Linked DNA regions of Sus scrofa: region 1 is linked to region 2. A link is a contact called in public Hi-C data. All regions are on one chromosome and are shown on one strand. Each heading gives the region's core, a stretch centred on a gene start, on an enhancer-like site or on the middle of the called end of the contact. The rest is flanking DNA. Distances are from core to core; before and after follow the strand shown.

Region 1 (5,213 bases), core at 1,822-4,321, 48 kb after region 2:
CAGCAAGGAGGCCCCGCATGCTATCTCACCTACAAGTGGGCCCCCGGAGCCGCACTGAGCTTTCCCTGCTCAGAGTCAGCAAGGATGCCCCAGGGAGCAGGCCTGGCACTCCTGCTGTACATCGGGAGCGCCCTGGCTCAGAGCTGGCCGAGCCGGCTCAAGGCAGCCGGGACTCCCCAAGCTCTCACCCCCGCCCCCGGCCCCACGGAGCGGAATCCCACTCTGAAGATCTCACCTCCAGATCTCCCGCTTCAAAAGACCAGACCTCCTCCTTGGTGTCCACCTGCCATACTTTCAAGAGGCCACTCATGTCCCCTGTGGCCACAAGGGTAGAGTCGTGGCTGAAACCGGCACAAGTCACAGAGTCTTTATGGCCTGCAGGGAAGAGTGAGCAGAGAGAAGAGAACGTCAGGGTCTGGTGCCAGAGACACGGGACCCAGGCATCTGGCCCCCAGAAGGGACCAACTGGGATTTAAAAAAAAAAAAAGGATGGGTCCCAGCTGAACCGGTAACCAAACACACAGCTGCTTTAGGAGCCAGCACTCCCCGGTCTCCCACTCAAACAGGCCTGCGTGTTCCCCATTCTGTCCATTCCACATCTCCACCCGAAACACGCACCCACTCCTTTCTGGCCCAATACGCCTTCACCAGTGTCGCCTCCTCCTAGACTCCCTTGGCCCATCTGTGCCTCCCTCTCCTAGACCCACAGGGCTCTGTTCTTTGGGGCCCTTGGGCCAAATGGAGATCAACAAATGGCTGCTGGATGCACAACGGCAGCGGGCCAGCCCCCTAAGCCCCTCCCCCGAACCCCCGCACCTGCACACTCAAAGAGCAGTTCCCCATCGCTGAGCCGCCACACGAAGGCTTTGTCATCCTCGCCCCCTGTCACTGCCAAGGTGTTGGTCTTGGGGTCCAGGCTCACGCAAAACACAGATGCTGTCCCAAGAGATACTCCATGAGTAAGGGGACTGGACTCCCACCTAGGGTTCTGTCCTCTGGGACCTTTGGGAAGCCACCCCCTTCCACCCAGAGCAACACGTCTTTCCTCCTGGAAAAGAAGGGTGCCTCCAAGTTCTTCTCAGCTTCAGGCCTCAGGTTGTTGGAGAAATCCCTCCCCAAGCTTGCCAAACTTGCCAGTCCTCCAGGGCAGAACCCTCCTCTGCTCCCTTGACCACCCCACACTGAGGCCATGGACAAGAGGAGGGTACGTGTCCTGGGCTTACATTTCTCAGCATGGGATGCCACCAAGCTAGGGACTGCGTGAGGAGGGCACTGTGTCACCAATTCCTCACTGAGAACCCCCTAGTGTTGAGGTTCCCATCGTGGCTCCATGGTTAACAAACCCAATTAGTATCCATGAGGTTGAAGGTTTGATCCTTGGCCTTGCTCAGTGGGTTAAGGATCCAGAGTTGCCATGAGCTGTGATGTAGATCGCAACACAGCTCAGATCCCACGTTGCTGTGGCTGCGGGGTAGGACGGAGGCTACAGCTCCGATTCGACCCCTGGCCTTGGAACTTCCCTATGCCGTGGACAAGGCCCTAAGAAGCAAAAAAAAAAAAAAAAAAAAAAAAAAAAAGAGAGAGCTAATGTTTTAAGAGGACTACCAAAAACATGCTCCAAAAGGTACTATTACCTCTAATTCACACTAAAGTAACTTTCACCAATGACAACTGTCGAAAAAAGAAACTAAAACGCAGCGGTGTTGATAAAGATCATACACAGGCAAGCAACAGGGATAGGATTTGAACCCAAGTGTCTCAACTGACTCCAAGAGCCAAGCTCTCCTCCATGCCATCGCACTGCCCCCCTACCCGTGAGCTCCTCCAGGGCAGGGCCAGCATTTTCCCACCTCTGTGTCCCTCATAACGTGCCCTACACAGGGGACGCCTGATGCTCAAGTGCCCACCTGGACCGAGTTTATGACGGACCTCCTCAGGCACCTACCTGAGTGCAATGCAAAGGTGACCTCGCTATCGTCTGGGCCCTCCATGCTGCCGACCACCCCTTCCTGGGGTTCCAGAACCCAGCCCTCCTCATTGCCCTCTTCTTCTTCCTCTTCCTCAAAGTCCACATCTTCCATCTCCTGAGCCAGGTCGTCTGCTTTGGGGAGAGGGTTAAAAGACGAGGCTCGACAGGCGGTAAGTGGGATGCGAAGCGTGGGGAGGCCCGAGGCTGGGGTGGGTCATGTGGCAAGAGAGCAAGGTGAGGTCAGACAGAAGGGGTGAAGAGGCGGCAGGGAGGAGGGGGGGCGTGTGGGACGGAGGACAGGAGAGGTCTGAGGACCTGGGGTTGGCCAGCGACCGTGTGGGAAGGGAGGACCGAGGGGATGATGGGAAGGGGGTGTGTGAGGGGAAGGGCCAGAGGAGGCGTCAGGGGAACCCCCACCCCGGCCAGGCCTGAGAACTAAGTGTGGGGTTGGGGGAGAGAGGAAGGGCGAAGGAGGTCAGTGGGACTGACCGGTGGGGTGGGGGGAGAAGGGGAGGGAGGGGAAGCAAGGGTCAAAGGCCAGGGGTGAGCGCCTCCTGTCCCATGGCCTGAGGATCAGCAGCTCTCACCCGGGTCCGGCGGACCGGGATCCAGTTCTACCACCTCGATAATCTCTTCATCACCATGGAAGCTTAGGGTCTCCAGTGGGGGGTGTCAGCGGCAGCCCCGCTTTCCGATTCAGACTCCATGCGGCGCAAGCGGCGGATCCACTTCTCTGGGCCCAAACGCCTCCCAGAGTCAGCTCTGCGCGACGACGCGGAACTCGAGCCCCTCCTCCCGGGAGGAAGTAGGAGTAGGCGACCACCCGGCAGAGAGAGCGACGGCCTCTCGACCAATAGCGAAGGGGGTGGACTCGCTGAACCACCAATCACAGGGCAGAGTTGGGAGAAGAGCCCGGGGCGTGGTCGGGGGAACCCAAACTCCGCCCGGCCTGACTCCGCCCCCAACAGGAGAGAAACAAGCGAGCGTGCGCGCCTCCGGGGTCTCCTGGGAAGAGTAGTTCTCCTGGGTCCGCTCCGCAGGCTTCTGGGAAATGTAGTTTCTGATCTGTAGGACAGACGGAAGGAGCGGGGGAGGCCCCTTACGCAAACTACAATTCCCGGCGGGGAGCGCGGTGAAGGGGGGTGGGATCTGAACATGGCGGCGGTGGTAGCTGCTACGGCGCTGAAGGGCCGGGGGGCGAGAAATGCCCGCGTCCTCCGGGGTAAGGAGAGGGACCCTGGGGAGGGTAGGACTGCAGGGGATCCCTTTTTTTTCACATCTCGCTCAGTGATAGCGGAAGGTCAGGGTGTTGTTTGCTGCCTGCACCCCTCTGCAGGATCTTAAAGAGTCAGGGGGCTAAAAGATGCTGTCTAGAGGTCACCCACTCCATCCCCTCAGCCTTCCGGTTACACCGTAACTCTGGAGTCTTGGAGCGAAAGGGAGCCCCGAGGAAGCCTTCTAGACTCCCGCGTTCTAGATGTTTCACACTCACCGCAGTGCAGAGGAAAGAGCCCTGGGCTTCTGAAGGCTTGGGTTCTAGCCACGGATAATTAGCAGTTTGACCTTGGGCGAAGCAGTTCGTCTCTCGGGGCGTCAGTTTCCTCTTCTATAAAATGAGGGGATGGAGTAGACTACCTTTACGCTCCCTTCCAGTACTAACATTCTGCAGTTTGGAAACCTTTTCTCGGATTTCCTTCATACGCCTCTTGTGAGCCCCACTGCAGTCCTTCACATCCTGCCGTCTGAAATGAAGAACAGCGAAGCTCGCTCTCCTGGCACCGGGGTGATGAGCCCGCAGTGACGTGGAAGTGGCTTTCAAAGGTGCCACCTCGATGGCAATTTTCCCATTTCCCTCTGGACTCTCCCTGGCACTTGTTACTCCAGACCGCAGTCACTCCCCTTCCTCAGATCACAACCACTCCTCCCCGGGATTCCTTCTCATCCTCTCTCACTGACTTTCCTTGCCTCCATCCACAGGGATTCTCTCAGGAGCCACAGCTAACAAGGCTTCCCAGAACAGGACCCGGGCACTGCAAAGCCAGAGCTCCCCAGAGTGCAAGGAGGAGCCTGAACCCCTACCCCCTGAGCTGGAATACATTCCCAGAAAGAGGGGCAAGAACCCCATGAAAGCTGTGGGACTAGCCTGGTGAGTTTTAACCCTTTGCCCACCAATGGGGAGTGGCACCAGGGGAGGGTGGGACCCAGAAACTTCTCCAAGTTTCAGGTGGTGAGCTGAATCCAAGGTTGTGGAGACAGAATTGCTGGATGTGAGCATGGGCCTCTCAGAGGACTGGGGCAGGGGAGGTGGGAAAGTATGTGGAATTGGAGAGACAAGTAGGTTTTGTGTGGCGTAAATTGAGCTAATTTGATTGAGATTTGGGTCCCTGGCCTCATCCTCTCTTTGGGGAGCTTGGGGTGAGAGCCAGTTGAGCTCTTTGAGAAAATCGAACTCCCACGAGATTATGTTAGTTGTATAGTAGCAGCACCTACAAGGTGTTCAGTGCATTGTTATTTGGATCTGACGCTGATTTTAGTACGTATTATTGACTAATGTTAAAAGAAAAGGAGGGGGAAATTAACATTTTTTCCAGCACCTGAGGTGTGCCAATACTTTACAGTGTAATGTTTTAGTCTTTCCAAAATAAGTGTGACATCCCCATTTCACAGATGAGGGAACTGAGGCTCAGAGCTGGATTCTCACCAGATCTTGTGACTCCTTGCCTTTAACCTGCACAGAAGTACCTCCCACGTAGCGGTTACTCAGGTTAAAAATGGGAGTCTGGGAGCGGGTGTGGGGCGGTTCAGGCAGAGGGAATCTTTGCCAAGACCTGGAGAGGGGAAGAGGATGGGCTACCTGAGGAACCCTACACAGTCCCGAGGGCAGGGTGGCAGGGCTTATGCTGGGGAGTGTCAGGCTCAAGAGGAGAGAAATGACAAGGTAGACAGAGACCCAGCCACATTAGGCCTTTTGTGCTATGCCTAGGAATGCGAATTTGGCCAGGAAGTGATGGAGAGCTGTTAATAGGGTTTTGAGCAGGGCAGTGGTAGGATCCGAATCAAGCGGGGCCCTCCAGCAGCCAGCACAGAGGCTGAGTAGACACATGTGATATATTGCAGTGTTTGTGCAAGCTGAGGATTCTCCCCAGCTCCTCTGGCTCAGGCTTGGCCCCTCCCCCAATCCCATGCACATCTCCCCACCCCTAGGGCCATCGGCTTCCCCTGTGGTATCCTCCTCTTCATCCTC
Region 2 (4,635 bases), core at 374-2,873:
CTGGCCTTACTCAGTGGGTTAAGGATCCAGTGTTGCCACAAGTGCAGCATAGGTCGCCTATGAGGCTCAGATCTGGCATTGTTGTGGCTGTAGCACAGGCAGGCAGCTGCAACTCCAATTTGCCACAGGTGTGGCCATTAAAAAAATAGAGGGAGTTCCCTTCGTGGCTCAGCGGTTAACGAACCTGACTAGGATCCATGAGGATGCAGGTTCAATCCCTGGCCCCACTCAGTGGGTTAAGATCTGATGTTGCCATGAGCTGTGGTCTAGGTCACAGACACTGCTCTTGAATCCTGAGTTGCTATGCCCATGGCGTAGGAGGGCGGCTGTAGCTCCGATTGGACCCCTAGCCTGGGAACCTCCATAAGCAGCAGGTGTGGCCCTAAAAATCAAGAAAAAAAAGAAAGAAAGAAAGAAAAAAGAAGAAGAAAAAGAGGAATGAAGGAAAGCAGAAAGGAAGCTCTATAGAAGGTCTCTACTAAGTGGATGGAAAATATGACTTGAGTCTTCTGAATTGGAAAAGAAAGCAGGAGCACCCCTAAACAGAAAAAAAGAGAGTTAGCAAATAATTTGGGGGTATTTGCAATGTCTTGAAGTTTATCCATGTCCAGTAAATAAATTCATTTTGAAGAGCTGTCTGGGCCTGATGACAAGAGCTAGTTTTTGTCAATTTTTGCCTCCCTGATACTTTCTTAAGAACACTTAGCAGAAAATAAATCAATACTCCTAAAAAGAGCTCAGCTAAATTTGTTAGATTCTCCCTGGAGAAGGAAAAGTACAAAACCAGGCACACAGGCAGACGCAACACAAAAATGAGTTCATTTTCCTCACACAGATGAGTAAAAAATTATGTCTCTGGCAGAGGTGCTGGGAGGTAAGGCAGAAAAAAATCACGTTTGGGGCACCTAGAGGCATCTCCAGGCACAGAAAGGGAGACAAGAGAGGAACCCAGGGAGGCTTATTCACTTTGGTGACGTCTCATTCCTTTCCTTCTTTGCTCTTTTAACCGATTTGTAGTTACATATCTGAAAGTTTGTTGTCTGTTTCCTTTGCCAGACTATAAGCTCCACGAGGGCGGAACCTCATCTGTTTCAGGCGTCACTGTATCCCCAGCACAGAACAGGAGCCCACTTAACATTTGCTGAGCAAATTAAGGCACGATGGTGCCACTGGACAGCCATTAGTGTGGCATGAGGAAGGATCACACCGACCACAAAGTGAGAGTAAAGACGCCGACTAGGAAATGAAAACAGTGAGCTTCTTGTCAGAAATAACAGGACCTCGTGCGTAGAAGTAAACTCTTCGGGAGTGCAGGATGCAAGCGCTGGACCGCGAGGCAGGCCTCGAGGAATGACAGCTAGCCGGGAGACACACTTTCAACAGCGGGCCGAGGGCGGGGCTGTGGGAAAGTGGAGAGTCGCGGCATCGCGCGTGCGCACGCGCGGCCTCCGCCCCTTCACCTGGTGCGCCTGCGTGCGCGCGCACGAGGGGTCGGAGCGGAAATGGCGCCGCGGGGCCTCGGGGCCGCGCGTCCGGGCGGCGAGCGGAAGTGGGTGTGAGAGCGGAAGTGGCCGGCTGGAGCCGGGGGCTGGGCGGGGACCGAGCTTGTCGGTGAGGCGGCAGCGGCGGCGGCGGCGGCGGCGGCGGCGGCTCGGCAGGCGGGTTCAGGCTTCGGGGGCCAGGTCGGTCGGGTGGGTGGGTGTCTCCACAGTCAGTGCGTGCGCGGGCTAGCACGCGCGTCTTCCCCTTTCCCCCACCCTGGTCCCTTTCCCCTTCTCCCCTAACCTTCCCCACCCAGCCCCCCTCCTCAGGGGGCAGCAGGGCCGCTCCCTCCGTCCTTTCCTCCCTTACCCACCCTCACCCGCCCTTGTTTCTCCTTCCCCTGTCCGGGGCAGCCGCCGCCATGATCCTGCTGGAGGTGAACAACCGCATCATCGAGGAGACGCTCGCGCTCAAGTTCGAGAACGCGGCCGCCGGGTGAGCGCGCGCCTAGGGCCGGTGGGTGGCGGGGGAGGCAAAGTTGACCCCTGCCAATCGTTCAGACCGTCATACGTGGAGTAGGGAGGTGGGAGACCTGGCCGGGTGCAGGGACTGCCCCGGCGGGGTAGACATGGGAGGTGGTTGGGCGCGGCGGGGTGAGGGGCAGAGATGCGTGGGGAGAGGCTCAGAGGAAGGATGCGGAAGCAGTGAGTGGACAGGAGTGCGCGTGCCAAAGAGACCTGTGGGACGTGAGGGTAGCTTGGACCGGAACTCTCGCTGGAGGATCCCATTGCCCTCTGGAGCGAGCAGGGGACCGCTTCCCACCGTATTCTCCCGTCATTGTTCAGAACCCGGAGAGAGCCCATTGGGGATTGGGTTGGAAGGAGTTTTCAGGGATTCCCAGGACTGGAAGAGTGAAGAAGATGTACCCAGAAGAGGCGCAGATCACCACCAGCCTTCTCGCTCCCCACCCCCACCTCCTCGTCTAAAGGAGCCAGAGGGAAAGCTGAAGGCAGGCCCAGTCTTGCAGCCGGAAAACCCGATCTCTCTAGTTTTCCTTCACCGAACCCTTCTGTAACAGACACTGCCTATTTTGTCACATTTCGCAAGCAAAGTTAATACCCCCCCCATCCACACCCCTTCCTTATCACTCCTCTGAGGTTCTATTCTCCTTTCTCCACCCAGTATCCTCTATCTGGTTGTTTATCTTTTTAAGTTCTTGTATCATACCCCTGGCCTGTGATTTCTTCTGTAGTAATTCTGGCCCAGATAACACACTGAAATGCCTTCAGAGCCTGTAACGTTCTTAGATAAACCTGTTTTTAACCATTGGCCCTTTTAAAAATGGGCTTTAGGAGATGTTTCTAAGGCAGCCGTCTCTGTCAAACGCAGAACCAGTAGAAAGACGACCTCCCCCCAAGTTGTTCGCTTGTCTGATACAATATTTAAAACATGAACCAAGGAATTGGTTTTAGCTCCTAATTTTGGATGGCCTGCGGCCAGTCTCTTTGCCTCATTTCCCCATCCCTTGAGGATGGGGCTTCACATCTTGGTTACACAGTGGAGGAAGTAAGTGCAAACTGTTTCTGGCGAACTGGGAACTAGGAATAGGAGAGTAAGTGCTTGAAGAGTCACAGATGGGAGAGTATTGGTGAAGGGGAAATTCTAAGTGGACAAAACGAACTTGTGGCTTGGAGGCATTTTGAAAAAAAAAATGCTTTTAACCAACTGCTTAAATTGAATATATTGTGTCTTCTAATCTCTTTTATAAAGCCATAGATTTTATCTATAAAACAAAGAACAACTTTCCTTGAAGTAACATAGGCAGTGAGCAGTAGCTACTGTTTCCTGTCAGGGGCTGCAGTTACTTATATTTTAGGTTAGCTTGCTTCTTGTCTTCAGCTTTGCTTACCAGTTCCTTTGCATTTTAAATGTTTGAGCGAATCAGCTTAGTGGCTTATTTTGGGTGATTGCTGGGTACTTTTTTGAGCAGTGTAGCACATAGGAGGAAGTTAAATTAACTTCTGCATTTTCACAGATGATCTTAAGTGAATTAATTCGCAAGTTTAAACTAGCAAAAAATGAGACCTGGATGGTTATAAGCTGATCTACAAGATATATCCCTGTGCATTTTCAAGTAGAAGCATGCCTTGTAGTGTAAGAGTATATTCACATCTACTTGTGTTTTAATATCTCGTGATTCTGAAATGTAGCCCCTTATAGAGCTTCAACTCTTTTCCCTTTTAGAATAGTTCGCTTAAAAAGATTTACTAATCATTTCAGCAGGAATAAAGTAGTCACTCAAGTCCGGAAGGGATAAGTTAGAATTTCTGGGCCTTTTTTTTTTTTAACAAAGTATATGTTGTGGCAATGTCAAATAGTGGAACAGGGCAGCAAGGTTTTGGCTTTTACTCTGGCCCATCTTCCCTTTGAGATGTGATTTTAAATAAGTGGGCTCAAAGCATGTTCTGCTGGAAAGCACTTTGAAAATCTTTCGAAAGAGACCATGATATTCAGCCTCGAAGGCAGGGCTTTCCTGGGATTGCACATGTACCTTTTAGCAGAAGCCTGCCTCTAGAAGGAATGTGAATTTCCAGGCATACCACCAGTAAGGTGAGGCGGCAGTGAAGTAGTTAAGTATTTATCAAAGCGCAGGCCTAGCCAGAACTTCCAGAGAAGGCTATCTGGTGTGATAATCATAAACATTTATGGGGTTCTGCCAGTGCTCAGCACCAGGCAGGAACAGAAAAGAGGGGCCTTTCTGAGAGAGTCTGTAAGAAAGTTACAGAGGAGTGTTGGGGTGGACATTAAAGAAAGGCAGTAGCTTGGAGGAGAAACCCTGGAGATTGGAAAGGCTTGGGAACCTGCTGGGAGAGGTCAGCCCCTCCCTGCTTTACACTTCTCAGCAAATCAGTTGGGGAAATTAGATTCACAGTGGCCTTCCCCACAGTGGACCTTCCAACTCTGTGATGTCCAGTAATGATAGCCAGCAGCTGTGTGTGGTAGTTAAGTTTAAATAAAAATTGAAGTGAATTAAAATTAAGCTCCTCAGTTACACTAGCCACAGGTCGAGGCTCAGTTGCCGTGTGTGGCTAGTAGCAGCCGTATTTGGGCAGCACAGATAGAGAGCATTTCCACTATTGCTGAAAGTCCTAT

Evidence for each region. Hi-C and Micro-C count contacts between places; a contact is called where the count stands out from the background.
Region 1: a Hi-C map of liver shows a contact between it and region 2, with 4 times the contacts expected there. The contact joins the promoter of PNKD here to the promoter of ARPC2 in region 2. A contact is called at or near these places in 1 of 5 promoter capture datasets (fetal liver), 10 of 47 Hi-C or Micro-C datasets (blood, epiblast stem cells, fetal heart ventricle and 5 more) and 2 of 2 datasets of contacts at active chromatin or transcription factors (alveolar macrophages and skeletal muscle).

The regions. Positions count from the first base shown.
Region 1 is chr15:120,342,470-120,347,682 of Sscrofa11.1, forward strand. It overlaps PNKD (probable hydrolase PNKD), which reads left to right and starts at 3,072. Exons shown (of 10, transcript XM_021076195.1): 1 at 3,072-3,191; 2 at 3,947-4,115. The coding sequence starts at 3,125. AAMP (angio-associated migratory cell protein) reads right to left here and starts at 2,982. Exons shown (of 12, transcript XM_021076200.1): 1 at 2,643-2,982; 2 at 2,557-2,640; 3 at 1,946-2,098; 4 at 817-936; 5 at 236-375. The coding sequence starts at 2,676.
Region 2 is chr15:120,295,499-120,300,133 of Sscrofa11.1, forward strand. ARPC2 (actin related protein 2/3 complex subunit 2) reads left to right here and starts at 1,624. Exons shown (of 11, transcript NM_001190239.1): 1 at 1,624-1,682; 2 at 1,896-1,977. The coding sequence starts at 1,904.